Linked DNA regions of Anas platyrhynchos: region 1 is linked to region 2. A link is a contact called in public Hi-C data. All regions are on one chromosome and are shown on one strand. The core of a region is the stretch at or near the end of the contact, and the rest is flanking DNA. Distances in the headings are between cores, read along the strand shown.

Region 1 (2,700 bases), core at 77-2,576, 90 kb after region 2:
TGCCGGCTCGCAGCTTCTGTTATGTTTCCGGGGGCCAGATCCGCCTCTCAGATTACCATCGTATCACCCAGACACTGTGTTCAGGCGTTTTCCACCCAGACGTGTTTGATTAAAGACACGCTGCACTGCAATATGAATCAGACGTGTTTATTCAGGAAAACACTCCCTCCCCACCCCCAACTCAATATTTTAACTGGAATAATTAACAACATCAAAAGAAAAAACTTACGTCATTTTACATGATACAATTATTTTGACATTTCATGTGTCTATTGCTAAAGCTCCCAATGCACTGTCTCACAACACAGTCAGGTTTATACATGAAAAAATACCCTTTAAATATAAAGGCTCTGATATTCTGCACACAATCTGCTTGCCAAAGGCAGAAGTTCTACTCTTCTACCACTGTCAAGCTTGAGGAACTCCTTGAAGCCCCTGGAATTTACATTCATATAAAGTATTAAAAAACTGCATATTCTCATTTTTAAGCATTAAACTTATTATTCCTCTTAAGCGTAAGCTTTAGAAATACCTATTTTTAAACTGTTGCATATGCCAACACACACTCACATCCTCAAAGTTAGAGTATCAATAGACCTCATTTAACTGTTCAATCAGTTTTTTTCCCAACTCTTCATGTTTCGGTGGTTTCCTTCCTTTTTCCTCCTTTACATTCTAATTTTTTTTTCCCATCCATTTTTATGAGAATGAAAAATAGAATCAAAAAGGGGAAGAAGCAGAAAAACAGAAAAACACGGAAAGGAGGAATTTTCAAAATTTCTCCGTCACTTCAGTTCCTTCAGCAGGTTTGAAAAAACAACAACAACAACAACAAAAAACACTTAATAAACAGTTTTAAGTGAACAAATGCTCCCTTCAAAACTTAAATACTTAATTGGTGCCTAATTCCAAAATGTTGCTCCCCCCATCAGTTCTGGACAAGTCCAAGCAACATGCACTAGTGGTAGTGAAATGGCCTAAGTGGGAGAGACTTATTCTTTTTTGCACTCATACACCTGACAACTTACTCAGTTGGCACTGGCGTTTTATCTTACAAACGTGCTCTGCAGGAGAGCCGCGGGCTTTCCAGGAATCTCACCCAGCCTCACAGCACAGGTAGTGCTCTGCTCAGAGCTGTAGAAAGTGCCATGAATTATCAGGCCACAGATTAAATGATCGTTTATCATCTCATCTTGAATGGAGCTGTTGAGAGCCAGGGCTTGGTGGACTGAGTAAAGATTAAGTCACCAGCTGACAGTGTGTAAAATAGGCAGCTAATTTGGGTACTCTGACTCACCGCCTGGACATTCTTGCTTCAAGACAGCTATACAGGGAAACAGGGATCCTAAATTTAGATGGTGTGGACATGACTGAAGGGAAATGGTGTGCCAATATCTGCAGGATATGGCATCTGAGGAAAAACTGATCTTACTCATGGTCTACGACATTCTTGTCTTGCAGCAGAGGAGGGTGGTTGCTGCGTACAAGCAGCCCAGAGGTGATGGTGAGTGTGGAGGGGCTGAAGGCTCTGGCTGTGATGCAAAGGTCTCACAGCAGAGCCTGCATGCTGGGAGCTCTGGAGCTTCACTCTCCTTAAGGCATCTGAATTTTGGAATGCGCTGTGCCAGGCTTCTTTGGTCTCTGCCCTTTTCAACTCCAAATCTTCAAGCTCATGGGACCATTTCTGAAAACAGAAATCAGGGGGTCCTAAACCTGAGCTCCCCAAAACATTTTTCCAAGACTCCATATCCTCACAGCCCATCATGTTTTCTTGCAGTTGAGCCTATTACAACCATAAAAAGCTGTAGCTGGAAGAGGTTTTGAAGGTCACTCAGTGCAACTCCTGCTGTCGCAAGTGTTGCTTGTAAGAATTTGCGTCGTTACAGCTGTTCCTCCTACGGAGGATGCCTTTGCTTTCCCTTATTCTTCATACTGAACACACATTGTATCACTTCCACTTTGGAAAGACCTGCCAGCAGACGCAGTTAGAGGTCCCCAAGATCAAAGGCTTCTTATTTATTTTGCTTTTTGGTTGGGTATTTGTGCTGGTTAGTCCCTTTCTTACTTTAATTGCATGATAGGGTACTTGAAAAAACATAGACCTGCTTGCGCTTTTCATATCTAATACTGAATTATGCAGAACAACTTTCAGAAGAAAAACATACTAAGAGCATGAGCTAGTGGCTGAGGCTTCTGCAGAATGTTGTTTGCTCTCCAAAGGAATTTGGGTACGTAAGAGGCATGCGGAGTCAGGCAGTTAGTTGGCAGAAGGCCAGCGCGGCATTGATCCAGGTGAGGTTTTTCAAACAGGACCATTAATTTTTGGGTAATACACAGCCCCTTGTCTGGCCCATGGCACAGTAAGGAATTTCTCTCTAAGTGACTAAGATTTCCTCCTTGTGGGAAGTGTGGAAAAACATAAAATAAAACAAAACCAGAAGTGAAGCGAATGCAAAACTCCAACTCCATCCATCAGCACTTGTTCAGCCTAACTAGTGCATGTGTGTCAGATAAGCCGTGACCTCATTTTTGGATCTGCACTTTGAGGAGCTTGGGTTCAGGCCAATTTCATGGGAGGTGTCAATGAGCCCTGTGCAGTGTAATTACAAGCCTGAATTAAAAGCCTCTGCAGCTTTGGGGAAATTTGGATCCAACTATGTAATCTCTGATATTAAGCTTGATTTGATTTTGATTTGCTGC
Region 2 (2,700 bases), core at 32-2,531:
GGACGGTGGTGGTACTGGTTGTGGAGCACCTCACACAGCAGCAGGGATGTCAGCCTGGCCGGGCTCGTCCCCAGCCACTTGGAGCAAGCAGAGGCAGCAGCGCCAGCACAGGATGTCCCTCGGGTGTGTGGCATCTCCTGCTGCTTGCTGCTCATCGCAGGGGCAGGGGAGCCATCACCTGGCCCTGCTCCAGTTACCGTTCTTTGCTGGGTGTTTCTAGCAATTGCTGCAACCTCCAGCAGAACAGCATTTTGTGATAATTTGCCCATGGAGCATGGGATAAGGCTCCTCGCTCCCTGTGTCTTCTGTGGACACACATAAATAAGCGATCATATGCAAGTCAGAGCTGTGAGCACTTGAATGTGTTGTCTTGAGCCTGCTCTGGTGTAGGGCAGCTCTAAAGTAACCCCACACTAACACCCCTGCAGGCCTCCCTTTCTTCTCTTAGTTCTGCTGAATGCAGAAAACTTTTTTTTGCTGTTCCTCCTAACCCTTCCTTTCTATATCTGCTACAGCTCAGCATTTGAGTTTGTGACTAATACGTGTGCTGCTGTCCTGTGCAACGTTCAGCCGTGTCCCCCTTCCCGGGAGCTGTGTCACTCATTCTGGCTTTCTGAAAGACTTCTTGCTGCAGCTGTGCCGGTTCTTCACAACACTTTCCGTTTTTCTGCAGGAGGAGGGTTGCTGCTGTGCCGTTATTAGTCTTTTACTAGCTGCCCACTCTTCTGCTTCTCTTTGATTACTTTCCAGTTTCAGATTCTCAGCACATTCTTGATATGAACCAAAGCTGACAGTTCATGACCTGAAGTGGCTTACAAATATGAATATGCGTTCTCATTAAGAGTTGTGCTTTTCGCTCTGCTTGGGCATCGGCAGCCACGCTGCAAGCAGGGATTTAACACAAGGTGGGCAAGAGATGGAGTCCCTGACCCTTCACCACCCGGGTGGCAGCGCTGCCTGGAGCGCAGTGATGCAAACGCTGCTCTTCCCTCCCTGCCGGCATCCGGTTTCACGCACAGCCACGAGTGAGAACTCCTGACTTCAAGAGAGGAAATAGTTTTCGACTGAAACCAAAAGTAGTATCAGGATTCCTTAAATACTCACGCAGAAAGTATTCCTCCTCAGTTCTTGGCTGCCGCCGCGCTGTGTGCAATAGGCTGCCTGTGGTGCATTTATTAGGAAGGAATCCCATCCGCGGTTAAGTCATGCTGCAGCCCCGTAGGTCAGCCAAGCGAGCTGAGGACACTTGGCTCATGCCTCCAAGTATTCTGACTCGGTTTTGGTGTAACCCAGATTTGTTGTCAGTGATGAGCTGTGGCTCGTAAGGCACAGCAGGGCTTCCAGTAACAAGAGAGAGACCACAGCAGCAAGGAAAGGGAAGTATCTCCCCTGATAACGCTGCATGTTGTTATGTGGTTGGACCACAGATTTTTTTATTTTTTCCTTTTCAGGCTGAAATAATGTGAAAGTTGCATCAGGAGCTATCAGTGACAGCATGGATGAGTGGCTGTGCTCTGAGCATTTTGAGCTCCTGGGTTATTTTGTTGCCCAGGTCTGGCCCTTAGGGCACAGGGGGGACGAACATTAACTGGGCTGCAAACAGCACATTGCAAAGGGGTTCAGGTGGTCCTAAATATGCCTGCGAGTTCTGGACAGGCAGAGCTTTTTTCCTGAGCTGAGCTTAACAGGAGGCTCTCAGATAAAGCCAGAGAAATATCGTCACTAACCTGCTGTTTCCAGTCCTCTCCTGTAGCCACTGATAGGGCATTAAGTGGAGGGCTGAGGGACCCTGAAAAATGAACGAGACATCTGCAAAACTGCCTTTTTCTTAAGATTCCTCCAACATGCCAACAATTTATGCTTAAAGGGGTGATTGCGTGACACATCCTGGTAGAAGGTGTCCCTGCCCACGGCAGGGGATTGGAGCTGGATGGTTTTCAAGATGATCAGAAGATATGGCTGGTGAGCTCTGGGAGCAAATTAAAGGAAGATGTTGCGTCTAACATAGACAGGAGTGAGGTTTTTAGAGCAGGGCAGGGATTTAGCTGTTAACATTAATGGGACATTCATAAAAAAATCCCTCTGGGCTACTTTACAAATGAGCCCAGGGTGGCAGCAGGCCAGGCTGTTGACTCCACAGGCCTGATGCGACTTTTCCCCATGACAGCTTTAAGTCTCCAAGATCACCTCCCTTAACTTTAATACATTTAGCCTGAATTTACAGCACTGTAAGTGCGGGTGCAAGTTTTCTGTGCGTGTTAGAGGCCAAATTTGATATTTCTGCCAAGAGCAAAGCCAGCCAAAACTGTGACACAGAGAGCCCAGATCAGGTGGCGAGATGGATTTTCAGAACCCCTCACAGACCTCCAGTGGGACTGGTGCTGCGGGCTGCGAGGTTTTGAAAATCCCAGGCAAGGGCCTCGATGACCCCTCTATGGACAGTGGCATCCAAGTGACTCACAGGACCCAGCACAAAGTGATTGTGCTGATTAAAGCAGTTTCTAAATCAGGTTGGCTACATCAGCAGCCCTTTCCCCAGGGGACGTGACAGCAGGAGGTGGCTCCCGGTGCCAAGTGGGCACAGGCCCCAGCACAGAGGGACTCCAGGGATCCCGTGGTGCCCAAAATCATCAGGCTGCTTCCCGTAAGAAGCATTGCCTGACTGGAATCAGGAAGTGCTGAGAATTCCCCAAAGAACTA

Evidence for each region. Hi-C and Micro-C count contacts between places; a contact is called where the count stands out from the background.
Region 1: a Hi-C map of liver shows a contact between it and region 2, with 6 times the contacts expected there. The contact joins two enhancer-like sites. A contact is called at or near these places in 5 of 8 Hi-C or Micro-C datasets (F1 follicle, liver, skeletal muscle and 1 more).

Annotation. Positions count from the first base shown.
Region 1 is chr18:5,566,200-5,568,899 of IASCAAS_PekinDuck_T2T, forward strand. It overlaps TNFSF8 (TNF superfamily member 8), which reads right to left. Exons shown (of 4, transcript XM_013102263.5): 4 at 160-2,700. All of the region lies in intron 2 of LOC110353216 (a long non-coding RNA gene), which reads left to right. Among named protein-coding and RNA genes, the nearest start is that of TNFSF8, 19 kb to the right of the region's middle. Within about 2 kb of position 1,327, at least 2 of the 8 cell types and tissues checked have an H3K27ac peak or open chromatin away from gene starts, as enhancers often do.
Region 2 is chr18:5,476,055-5,478,754 of IASCAAS_PekinDuck_T2T, forward strand. No RefSeq gene overlaps it. Among named protein-coding and RNA genes, the nearest start is that of TMEM268, 22 kb to the left of the region's middle. Within about 2 kb of position 1,282, at least 4 of the 8 cell types and tissues checked have an H3K27ac peak or open chromatin away from gene starts, as enhancers often do.